Linked DNA regions of Triticum aestivum: region 2 is linked to region 1. A link is a contact called in public Hi-C data. All regions are on one chromosome and are shown on one strand. The core of a region is the stretch at or near the end of the contact, and the rest is flanking DNA. Distances in the headings are between cores, read along the strand shown. Region 1 holds the start of LOC123113166 (glutamyl-tRNA(Gln) amidotransferase subunit C, chloroplastic/mitochondrial). Region 2 holds the start of LOC123113170 (elongation factor-like GTPase 1).

Region 1 (6,585 bases), core at 2,342-4,841:
GCGGTAGCCACGTATCGGTCAAGGCTTTGTGTGAAGCTAGATTCACAGAAAACTTGCAGTTCAAGGCCCAGTCCACTGTTCAAGTTGCTTACTAGTGTAGCATAGAATTCTAGGTGGAAGTTCAACTTAATAGTCTTCACTGCAGTACCGGTATATAAAACAGTGTTTTGGAACCAAAGGTAAATTTTGTGTGCCTCTGGGATCTGGTGGGGGATTGCTGGAATTTTGTCTATTTTGGGTCAGCCCAATAGCAGTTTCAGAAATTTCTAATAAATCCTAGAGGCCCACGCAGCCCATTTGTGCAAGGCAAGAGGTGCAACTAAAGTTTAGTCCCACATTGCTAGTTTAGAGGGAGTTGGACCTCTTTATAAGGGAGGTTCTTTCCCCACATGTATGAGCATGAGAACAAGAGGGACATCCGCGCGCGCTCCTCCTCCGCCGCCCGCCACACCACGCCACGACGCGCCGCGCCGCACCGCGGGAATGAGCCGAGCCGATGTCTAAAATTTTGCCACGCACGATGGGTATACGAACGGTTACACTGGAGCTGAAACGTTTTTGCTGTAGTGGAGATTGAATACGAACGGCGCACCTCTTCGCCTGCTGCCTGTTCGCTTCGTCTCCCTTTGTTGCTTCACCTCCCGTCGCAGCCTGTTTGCCTCTCTCTCCTGTGCCTATATAAGAGAGGTCGCTCCTCTCCAGAGAGACACATCAGAAAGACGATCTCCCTCTCGCCACCAAGTTCCTGAGCACTGCGCTGCTGCTACGTTCTTCCCCATCTCGTCTTGCGGCGTGCATCGCAAGTCGGGACAGTAGGTCTCCGAAACTGCACCTTTTGAGTCCTGTACGGGAGAAAGGTGATAAGGTTTTTGGGGAGCGCTCTGCGCGACTACTGACTCCTTCGTCACGGACTCCGACGACTACTGCCCCGATGATGACTTCTTCCCCGACGTCGACAACCTCCTCGATGACATGGCTGGCGAGGACACCGACCCCAAGTCCAGTGCTACCGCTACTGCTGCTGTCTCGTATGTGTTCTTACTCTTTCTGTTAGAGGTCCTGCCACTGTTCCTTGTTCTAGTGTTTTCCCTACATATGTTAGGCTCTACTTCATATATGTTGCTTGCTCTAGATATGTTTGCCTACAGTTCATATGTGAAGATGCTATTTACCTTCTCTCTGTCAGATTGCATGACTTACTTTATCTCTGCTATATTAGTCATGCTTTATCTAGTATTTTCGTTAGTAAAATTATACGGTAAATTGCTCATATTTCCAACATAAAACGCATCTATATACATCTGATTCAAAAAGCTAGAATATCTTATAATTTAAAAACCTGAGTATTATTAATATTTACCTACTAATAAAGCGGCTATCGCTTCTGCCCATCCGTCATTAAAACTGCCCCTAAAGTTGCAAAAAATTACCCACCAATGCCACCATTAAGTGAGAAAAACGTTTGGCCTTTTTCTTTTTTTTGTCCGCGCTAGCCCATCACTTAAAAAGCGTAGATCCCCTCAAGGACAACAACCATAGGACCATCGCACTGGTTGGTTCCTTGGCCTAGCTAGCTGCAGGTTGTGGGTTCGATTCCCACACCCTCCTTTTTTCTTTCAAAGATCAAATATTTTTGAAATTTTCATATCTTTAAAACCCTTACTCAATGTGACATGTCATATATGAAAGTTCATCAGAAAAATGTGTAGATTCCAAATATGCTATTATCATTAATTTTTAAAATTATGTTCAGGGTGCAAACTTAAATAATACCTTCTTTATATGATGAGATATTTTAGAAATGCCTATTGCATATGTCCTTATAGATTGGTTATTTTTGGTGGAGCTATCCAATATGTTTGCAACCAGATTAAGTAACTGAATTATGATGCTAAACACACACAAACTACATAGATTCCAAATATGCTATCATCATTAATTTTTAAAATTATGTACAGGGTGCAAACTTAAACAATACCTTCTTTATATGATGAGATATTTTAGAAATGCCTATTGCATATGTCCTTTATAGATTGGTTGTTTTTGGTGGAGCTATCCAATATATTTGCAACCAAATGAAGTAACTGAATTATGATTGCAAACACACACAAAATACGTAGATTTCAAATATGCTATCATCATTAAATCTAACTTGGTGCTAGATACATCCATTTGAGGGACAAGTTTGGGACATGCTTTTTTGGATGGGGGGAGTATATGACAAAAATAATGCTCTTATGCACATGTTATCATTAAATACTAAAATGTACTTTGCTATTTTCATTCTAATGCAATATTTTTTTGGGCATCACCGAGAAACAACAACAAATGCGTAAACATATACTGGCAACTAGGTAGATATTTGTGTTGTATAATGAATTCTAAACACCTTGAGTACACTTCAAAAATCATCACACCTTTATGTTTTTGCACAACACCACTTATCATGTTGCTTGTTGTGTGGCATATCTTTAAAACCCTTACTCAATGTGACATGTCATATATGAAAGTTCATCAGAAAAATGTGTAGATTCCAAATATGCCATTATCATTAATTTTTAAAATTATGTTCAGGGTGCAAACTTAAATAATACCTTCTTTATATGATGAGATATTTTAGAAATGCCTATTGCATATGTCCTTATAGATTGGTTATTTTTGGTGGAGCTATCCAATATGTTTGCAACCAGATTAAGTAACTGAATTATGATGCTAAACACACACAAACTACATAGATTCCAAATATGCTATCATCATTAATTTTTAAAATTATGTACAGGGTGCAAACTTAAACAATACCTTCTTTATATGATGAGATATTTTAGAAATGCCTATTGCATATGTCCTTTATAGATTGGTTGTTTTTGGTAGAGCTATCCAATATATTTGCAACCAAATTAAGTAACTGAATTATGATTGCAAACACACACAAAATACGTAGATTTCAAATATGCTATCATCATTAAATCTAACTTGGTGCTAGATACATCCATTTGAGGGACAAGTTTGGGACATGCTTTTTTGGATGGGGGGAGTATATGACAAAAATAATGCTCTTATGCACATGTTATCATTAAATACTAAAATGTATTTTGCTATTTTCATTCTAATGCAATATTTTTTTGGGCATCACCGAGAAACAACAACAAATGCGTAAACATATACTGGCAACTAGGTAGATATTTGTGTTGTATAATGAATTCTAAACACCTTGAGTACACTTCAAAAATCATCACACCTTTATGTTTTTGCACAACACCACTTATCATGTTGCTTGTTGTGTGGCATAATGAAAGATTTTAAGGGATTTGTTGATGTCGTTGTGTTTATAAGGCATGCATTTTTTTTCTCCCGTTGCAACGCACGGGCATATTTGCTAGTTAATCTAAATGTTATATATGTAAAATCTGACACGTTTTTTTTTAGCCACGTGAACCGTGACGAGGCTCGCAGCACAGCAAATCGGAGGCGCGGCCCAGCCACCAGGCGAGGTGGATCCATAAAGCCCAGCCAGAGCTCCATCAAATGTCGCAGCCCTCATCACAGCCGTAGAGTAGAGATCGGACGGTGCACATGGAGAGTGGAGAGCGTCAGCAGTGGATAATCCGCTCGGATCGCCTCTGGTCCAAATCCAAACCCCTCCTCTCTTTTAGCATCGCCGGCAGCAACGACGGCCATGCTCTCCGCCGCCGCCTCGGCCATTCCCAGGCTCCGCTGGGCCGCCGCGCCGCCGGGGCACGCTTCGCCGAGCAACCGGTGGTCTCTGCTGCGGCGGCGCCCGCTCTCCTCCTTCCCGAACGTAGCGCCCACCGCGGGGCCGGGGCCCCTGGAGCCGCCGGACCTTCCCCGCCTCGCCAACTCTGCCCGCATATCTCTCTCGCCGCAAGAGGTCAGCACGCCACTCTTTCTCTCTCGATGGGAACCCTCTCGAAACTTCCCGTGCGCTGCGTATAAGGCTGATGATTTGCTGCCTGTTCGACTGCTAGGCCGAGGAGTTCGCGCCCAAGATTCAGCAGGTGGTTGACTGGTAATTTACGACCCCTTACCTGTTTTTATCACTCTGCACAATGCAAACCTTAGCGTTTGCTACCTGGTAGTTGGAATTGTTGGAGTCTGTATGTAGATTAGACTCGAACGGTGGTTAGAAGGAACATCCTGTGGTTCTTCATGGCAAATTGACGGTTCCTGTAAACCCATCAGAAGTGATTACCACAAGCGCTCACGGTTGACTTAAGCCCAGTAAATTATGCTCTTTGTGGTGGTGGTTGTTTAGGTGGGCTGTGAGAAACCGTGCTTGATTCGGGAGACTGAATTTATGCCATCAGAAGCAGTTAGAAATTATTATTTTCTCTTTTCCTTGCAGGTTTGGGCAACTTCAGTCGGTTGATCTTGAATCCATTGAGCCTTCACTTAGAGCTGGTACTCATCCATGTAACTCTTCACATTTCCATGTAGCATGGTTGCTTATCACTTACTAGTGTGCTAGTGCCCCTTAGGCTAGTCACAGTGGGGAGTAAATTGACTAGTGTCATGCATATGACACTAGTCTATGTTACTACCTTCATAGTGCAAAGTAACATAGAAGTAGTATCATAGATGATTGCATTTATTATCTTGTAGACTCATTTATCCTTTGGAAGCGCTATGTTACACTAACATATTATCTTACTAAGCAAATTTGTCCTTTGGAAGCACCTCTCTCCTCATTAGTTCTTGCTACATAAGCAAATTTATCCTTTGGAAGCACCTCTCTCATTAATTCTTGCTACATAAGCAAATTTGCATTGGGGTGTGTTATGTTACTAGCTAAGTTACTCCCACTATGACCAGCCTTAGTCCAAAGACAATTTCGAATGCTTATGATGTACGTTGATCATGCCATATGGTATAGCAAGATCCCTCAAAATAATCTCAATAGCTATGACAAAGTATCATGCCTTGCTGTGTTTAACTAACAAAATTACGCATTTGCTTCAGGATTGCCTCTCTGTTTTATGCCATTGTGCAGTTCATAATATTATGTCCATTTTTTATTAGACAAGTTCATTATAACAGTATGCATGTGCTCTTGAATCTTGACATGTATGTGTTCGGTAGTACCACATTTGACAATAGTCACAGTCCATACTTTATACCCTTTTTTCTCTCTGTACCCAGATTTTCTGACTGCACGGCGACTTTTTAAGTTCTCTTAAATTAATGTATAATATAGGGAACAGACCTGAAATCGAAGGATTAGAGAAGAACAAAAAGAATCTCGTGAATTATTTATGTTTGTAACAACTAATTTTGAATTTTAATATGTAGCAGAACAAGACAGTGAGCCATCTGAGTTGTGAGAGAAAATATATCTTTGCTTTCTTCTTTGACTAATTTAATTCACTGTTTCTAACATTGTATATCTTTCGTCATGCAATAATTGATCCATGGTATGTGGCGCAAACGGAACCTTTTGAACACACGCAATAATTGATCCACCAACATGCTGTCCTCAGGCAGCCGAGATGCTGTTGCGCGGCGTCCTGTGCAAAATTGTAGTGGATGAAAGGAGCCACACTGTATCCCGGCTGCATGGCACACATAGGCATTGGTGGATCAATTGTTGCACATGCTCACTGAAATATTGTTTTTCTACAAAATAAGTTCCTTCATCTACACACATTTATGTTGCTTAAAATATACTATAATCTTGCTCCCTTGGTTTGCATTTGTTGTACAAACCTACAGCTTTTTTTAAGCTATCAGAGTTCCTAGAAATTCCACTAAGCAATTATGTTGCCCATGTCTTTTATTCTGTCTGTCTGCCACCTTCTGTTTCCTGTTTTCATGTTTGACTATCTTGGTCACAGATACTGCAGCTGGTAGTTCTTTAAGAGAAGATAAGGCGGAACCATTTGCTAACAGGTAACAAGGCTCCATGTCTTCGATTGACCTGTTATCAAGCTTTGCAGCAAAGGCTGAGTATCTTTTCTGTTTCTGTCAATGCAGAGATGCCATAATAGAGGCCCTTCCGAGTTATGATGATCCATACATCAAAGTGCCAAATGCGCTGACCAAAGAATGACATGTGGGTCTGTAAATCAAAGTTATGATATTGTTAACATTCTATTTCATTATACAATGAGGCATGGTGAATCAACTGCGCTCAAAGCATCGAGCGAGCAATCAGCAAGCCTGAGTTAATTTTGACATCCTCGGCTAGAACAGTACAACTCAACAATATGAGCGGTGGATCTGCAGTGCCTGCAACAGAAGATCCATCCTTGCGTGCCATCATGCGTTCGGACCAAATACATGTCATTTTCTTAATATGCTTTTATTTATGTTTCTGGAATGTGGGGGCTTCTAGCGCTATGCCTCCCAAACGGCGATAGGATTCATGTGATGCTATCACCCGGTAATTTGTCTTCAATTTGTTAATCTTGTAAGTTTTCTGGGTTAGGGTGAACCTCAGGACTTATCGTGATTTCTGTTTGAGTTTTCTGCAGGTTTTAGCTTTTTAATCCTGTAAAATATTCTGGGTTAGGCGGAATTCTATAGTTCAATCTTGCATTGGCCAGATCATGTTCCCGTACTGTTGGAGTG
Region 2 (6,585 bases), core at 2,946-5,445, 180 kb before region 1:
AACACAAAGAGTGATACATGATTCAAGGTCAACAAAGGACGATACAAAAGGTCTTCTCCGTGAGGAGGTCTTGAAGGGTCTTCCGTGATGGGGTCTTGAATCCGCTTGGGGGATCTTCTCCGAAGAGGTCGTGAGCTCGGAGGAGAAGTAACCAAGTGGATGAGTAAAGCTCTATCTCAAATATGAGCTATCACATTGCTAACCCTAGAAAGAGGGCGGAGGAGGTCTATTTATAGTCTTAGTGGACGAAAGGGTAAGTGGCTTCGGTCCAACACGCGGGCGGTCACACAGGCGTCGGACGTCCGATGGTCACCGGTCGTCTGAAGGCTCGCGAGGGTCCGAACGTCTGGTGTCGATCGGGCATCCGATGTTTCGGCTCTGGTCAGGACTTGTCGGTCGTCCGGTCGGGGTCAGTCGTCTGGTCGGTCGGTCGTCCGGAGGTCTCCGTTCTTCCGATGTTTTGGCTCGGGTGTGGTGGTGCCGGTCGTCCGGTGTCGCTCGGTCGTCCGGACGCTGGGAGGTGTCGGTCGTCCGGTGTTGCTCGGACGTCTGGGCGCTGGAGCGTGCTCTGGCTGGGACTTGGCTGGCCGGTCGGAGCCTCAAGGCGCCGGACGTCCGAGAGACGTCAGTCGTTCGATGACTGGGAGTTTCGAGCGGTCCTTCTTCTTGTCCGTTGAACTTGGCGTCCTCGCTGTCTTGTCCGTTGGGTGTAGCTGATCCGTGGCTTTCCTTCAAATACCTGATCACACATAGGGTCTCCGTACGAGGTAGTAGCTATGTCTCATAAGTAGAAAGTAGGAGTTCGGAAAGGAGCGAGTTCACCTTATCTTCGATAACCTTTGCTCGAGCTCTTGTCATTGGTCCAAGTGGTGTTGTGGGAGATGTAGATACGTCCATAAGGATGATCGTGGGATGCTCCGCATCATGTGTGTTAATAGTTTGATTCAAGGGCTCTTTCTTTCTCTCGGATCTTAGGCATGACTTTGGGTGCATTTTTGTATGTGTGCATGCAGTTGATTTTCACAATATGTCCAAGATGCACCCCGTCTTGATACTACTCGGCGCATTTTTTCTTAATACTACCGTCCTAGAAGTTTTGCCTAAATAGGTAACTCGGGATAGAATAGTAGTACAAGATGTTGTTTAGTTAAGGTCTGTTAATCTGAAGGAGCAAGAAACTGATGCGTTGAGACGCACTTTGTTTCAGTTTGCAACATAGTTTAGTCGCACTAAAATTTGTTACGCCAACTTCTTCAGTTCACAGTTGTTGCTTGCTTGCTGCACCTGCATCTACGATTCTATACCGATCGAGCACTAGCTGTTAGCTGTTGTTCTCATGATCCTGTTGGAACGGAGTCTGCTTTCATGATCATTCTCGTCATCTCAATGTCTGCCAGGACGGTGTCGGCCTTGCGGTTGAAGTCCAGCACCTAGACGACATAAAAAGAAACGTAATAAGTACGCGCTGTGCTAAATGAAGTGCTTGGGAATGTCACTAATAAGGATGGGCAAGCTTAAAACAATGAGGTTAGGATGTGATTGCCTAGAAGTTCATATATGTTGTGCTTCATGTCATCTTTAGTGCTTACCAACTTAACAAGAGTATGTGCATGTTATCAATGGCAAAACACTAGATTCGATGTCAGGATTACAAGTCACACATGCGCTTGGACACCTTCAGGTTACGATCAGAAACTCTTGTATTTATGAATGTGCACATATTGAATGCAAAGTAATATTTTTTACCACCCATGTGTTCATGTGGCAGATTGCAAAGACCGATGACCTGAAGAGCTCCAGGAAGTCAGTTCTGCAACTCCATCTTTTTGAAAGAGTTCTGGAACTTGTGATGGAAAATGGAGGACTCATGTTGCTATAAAACTAATCAATGATAGGTGTCTCACTGGGAAGTCATCTGAGCAAGACAATTGTCTTGAACAAACAACTATACATCTAACCAGGCCAGTGGCGTCAGCAAGGCGGACGACTGCAGTGCTGTGGAGGTGCGATCTATCAGGTATCTCACTCTATTTGTGGTCAATTTTTTTGGTTCATGAATTCAAAACAAGCGTGAAGAGATGAAGATACTCACGTGAAGGAACCATGAGATGAGAACAGGCTGAGATGGAGATTAAGAAACTTGAGGTATATATATATATATGGTTTCCACATATCTATTGATGAACAATTGACCACGGTAATTATATACTAATGCAGCTGCTGCAAGCTTCCTGTTTTATCTAATATCTTTCACTGTGACAACCTATCAGTTTTTCAGCCACCTCTTTATAGGTTCTATAGGGAACTAATTTTTGAGTTATTGGTGTTGTCCCTTTTAGTTTTCTACTCATACACTGTTGCTAATTTGGAGTAAGTATAGTAAATCTACTGACTTGAAGGTCTTTATTATGTAGCCCTGCTTCTTCATGCTTGCATTTGTCCGTGTTTCTCTTGTATTTCCATCATTGAGAAGTTAAGATGTTGGTTTGGACGATATTCTGATGTTGGTTAGTGAGTAGGATATTATGATGTTGGTTGACCGTGTCCATGCTAGAGTTCATTGCAAAATATACATTGGAACTACCAGCTATGATGCTAGACGATGATGATGGTTTACTCCATTTGATGCGAGATGAGCTAATCAGGTGCTCAATCTACAAGGTTAAGATGCTAGATTATGAAAACGATTCTTTTGAGGATAAAAGTACACCAAACATTCTCTCCTGACAATTAGAACAACCACATTACCAAATATTTATTCAGTTCAATTTCAATTTGTTAGTGATATTATTGTTTGTACTTTTTTTTTGTCTGTGATGATTAGCGTCGATTTAGAGGTTTTGTATTTAATTTTGTGATATTTCCCAAGTTACCACAAGTTTGGTCTGGCCAACTAACATTGATTGTTTTATGTTCAATCATCTCTTTAACTCATGCAGATTACATATATATGTTTCATCATCGCATCAATTGCCAAGTCGATTGGTGCGTATTCTTGTCCGGGCTGAACCAAACTTTATGTAGATGTTGAGGTTGATGATACTACATCGGCTCGGTTATTGTTTCTTCGTAGTCATTCCAGCATGTTTTCAAAAGGAAAGAGAATCATGCAGGCGGCGGCGGAGTTGACCATGCTTCTCCATGGCCAATATACTTCATGTCGTGCACAATGTTGTCTTGGAATCGGGTAGTCAAGTGATTATGGAACTGATTTCCTTGCTTGCGAACAAGCTTATCTGTTGAGCCACTCTTCAGTGTAAGCTAATATGGTCAGATTTTTTTTTATTAAATCAAGGAACGCGGTAGCTCATGATTTAGCAACTCCGGGTACTAAAGCTTTGTGTTGTGTTGTGTTGTGTTGCATGAGCACATTTTGACCTGCCCATGAGGGCCTATTGATATTTCTTGTAAAGGATTGTTCTCTTGGTATTAAAACATTGCTTTCCATTTGAAACTCAAGTTACTCCCATGATCCCTCCCCGCTGGAAAAAATAACTGGTGATCCCATCTACTAGCGGCTTGAAAGTTTAGCAAAATAATCACAATTTTGACTTCTCAGCATAACAACACTGAAGCCTAAACATGACGTGGTTACGGAGGTGTAATGACCAGCCATGAGTTCATGGATGCAATGCGGTGTTTCCTTTGCTGTTCATACCAGGGGTGTCTATGGTCGCAAATTAATCGAACTAAGACTAAGTGACACACTATATGTTTATACAATGTACTCTCTGTTGTGTATGTAAAAACTAAAAAGGGCCATTCAATCGAATCATAAGATGTGTCTTGTAGAGACGTGCGTGCACGTGCAAGGCTACTAGTAAAAAATAAAAATCATCAAAATAGAATATGAATTTTTTCATTGAACACCAAGGTTATTTTTTTTTTGAAATGTGAAAGATTGTTTCCTATCCTGTATAAGAATAGGAATCCATTCCTACAAACTAAAGGGCCTCAAATATATTTTTTCTTTTACAAAATTGCTATCTTTTTCTACAAATTTCCTGTAAACAGGCTTTGGTTTTTAATTTTGTTCTCTTTTTTGAGATTTAGCAGCGCCTTTTCGTTGCTGCCAAGTTTGGTCGATCAAACTTGAGCGCCAAGTTCCTTCGGACCGGGCCAGAGCCACTTGAATCCGACCGGTATACCCCTTTGCCCCTAAAACTATCAGTATTTACGGTCAAATTGCCACTAGGAGGAGACAATCGTTTCGGTCCGCTCCTCCTCTTCCGCAGGGACAAATCCCCTCGTCCCGACACGAGCGCTAGGGTTTCTCCCCGCCGCCGCCGCCGCTCCCGCTCCTCTGCCGCCGCCCATCCGCCCGGATCAGCCTCCCACCCCAAACCCGCGTCAGCCGTCGCCGGCTTCCTCGCCGCCTCCACGTTCCCCTAGCCCGACTTAACCAGCACCACCTCCCACCGCGATGGCGGCGGCGGAGAGCACGGCGCTGCCGGCGGACCCCCGGCGCGTCCGCAACACGTGCATCCTGGCGCACGTCGACCACGGGAAGACCACGCTGGCGGACCACCTCGTCGCCTCCTGCGGCGACGGCCTGCTCCACCCCAGGCTCGCCGGCCGCCTCCGCTTCATGGACTACCTCGACGAGGAGCAGCGCCGGGCCATCACCATGAAGTCTGCCGCCGTGCTCCTCCGCTACGGCGACGGCCCCGCCGCGCACCGGGTCAACCTCATCGACTCCCCGGGCCACATCGACTTCTGCTCCGAGGTCTCCTCCGCCGCGCGCCTCTCCGACTCGGCGCTCATCCTCGTCGACGCCGTCGAGGGCGTCCACATCCAGACCCACGCCGCGCTGCGCCAGGCCTTCCTCGAGCGCCTCCGCCCCTGCCTCGTCCTCAACAAGCTCGACCGCCTCATCACCGAGCTCCACCTCACCCCCGCCGAGGCCTACACGCGCCTGCACCGCATCCTCGCCGACGTCAACTCCATCTACTCCGCGCTGCGGTCGCACTCCTACTTCTCCGTCCTCGCCTCCCTCGAGGACCAACCGTCCTCCAGCTCGTCAGCCTCACAGGACGATCTCCCGGAAGATGCTGATGACGACGAGGAGGACGCCTTCCAGCCCCAAAAGGGCAATGTCGTCTTCGCCTGCGCCCTCGATGGCTGGGGCTTCCGCATCCACCACTTCGCAGAGTTGTACGCCACCAAGCTTGGCGCCAGCGCCTCTGCTTTGCTGAGAGGATTTTGGGGGCCGCGATACTTGGACAAAAAGGTGGATAAGAAGGGTAAGAAGAATTTTATGATTGTGGGAAAGAAGGCGGTGGAGGGTACTGACCGGGAGCCCATGTTTGTGGAGTTCATTCTGAAGCCCCTATGGAAATTGTACGAGGGAGTGCTGGGGCAGGACGGGGAGATAGTTCAGAAGGTCATTAGCAACTTCAAATTGAACATTCCGCCGCGGGAGCTGCAGAACAAGGACCCAAAGTTAGTTTTGCAGTCTGTGATGAGCCGGTGGCTGCCGCTGGCAGATGCAGTGATGGCAATGGTGGTCGAATGCACTCCTGACCCTGTTGTCGCCCAAGGGGCCAGGGTTGCAAGGCTTATGCCAAAGAGGGAGCTTGCACCAGAGGATGCTGCTGGTTGCGCTGAGGTTGTCTTGGAGGCAGAGAGGGTCAGAAGGTGTGTGGAGACCTGTGACGCGGGTGCAGATTCTCCGGTGGTGGTGTATGTGTCGAAGATGTTTGCGGTGCCATGTAAGATGTTACCACCGAAGGGGGTGCACGGCGAGTTGTTGAACCATCAGGATGCAAGTGAATCAGAGGAGTGTTTTATGGCATTTGCGAGAGTGTTCAGCGGGGTTCTTCGTGCAGGGCAGAAGGTTTTTGTGCTGTCGGCATTGTATGATCCACTGAAAGGGGATGCAGTGCAGAAGCATGTACAGGAGATTGAGCTGCAATACTTGTATGAAATGCTGGGACAGGGCTTGAGGCCAGTTGCCAGTGTGAGTGCTGGGAATGTGGTTGCAATTCAGGGCCTTGGGCAGCATATATTAAAGAGTGCCACGTTGTCATCCACCAAGAATTGCTGGCCCTTCTCAAGTATGATGTTCCAGGTGTCTCCGATGCTTAAGGTTGCAATTGAGCCTGCCAACCCGACGGATCTGGGAGCTCTTGTTAAAGGGATCAAGCTTCTTAACCGAGCAGACCCATTTGTTGAGTACACTGTCACGCACAGGGGTGAACATATCCTTGCCGCAGCTGGGGAGGTTCATTTGGAGCGGTGCAAAAAGGATCTGGAGGAAAGGTTTGCAAAGGTTAAATTGGTCGTTTCAGACCCCCTGGTCTCCTTTAAAGAGACGATCGAAGGAGAAGGTGCTGGCTTATTGGAAGGCTTGAAGGCTCCGCATGCATTTGTTGAGAGGACTACTCCAAACGGGAGATGCACTGTGAGAGTTCAGGTCCTAAGACTTCCCAATGCTCTGACTAAGGTCCTCCAAGAAAGTGATCAATTGCTTGGTCAAATAATGGAGGGGAAAACATCAAAGAGGAATGCAATGTTAAACCCACAAATTTCTCAAGATGATTGTGATTCTGTTGCGATGCTTAGGCAGCGCATGGTCAGTGCCAT

What was found. A called contact is a pair of places that touch in the nucleus more often than the background predicts.
Region 2: a contact with region 1 is called in a Hi-C map of leaf, with 3 times the contacts expected there. The contact joins the promoter of LOC123113170 here to the promoter of LOC123113166 in region 1. A contact is called at or near these places in 2 of 5 Hi-C or Micro-C datasets (both in leaf).

The regions. Positions count from the first base shown.
Region 1 is chr5B:554,042,149-554,048,733 of IWGSC CS RefSeq v2.1, reverse strand. It overlaps LOC123113166 (glutamyl-tRNA(Gln) amidotransferase subunit C, chloroplastic/mitochondrial), which reads left to right and starts at 3,591. Exons shown (of 5, transcript XM_044534320.1): 1 at 3,591-3,889; 2 at 3,987-4,027; 3 at 4,364-4,419; 4 at 5,850-5,904; 5 at 5,989-6,420. The coding sequence starts at 3,677. The coding sequence ends at 6,064.
Region 2 is chr5B:554,222,586-554,229,170 of IWGSC CS RefSeq v2.1, reverse strand. LOC123113170 (elongation factor-like GTPase 1) reads left to right here and starts at 4,195. Exons shown (of 1, transcript XM_044534326.1): 1 at 4,195-6,585. The coding sequence starts at 4,424.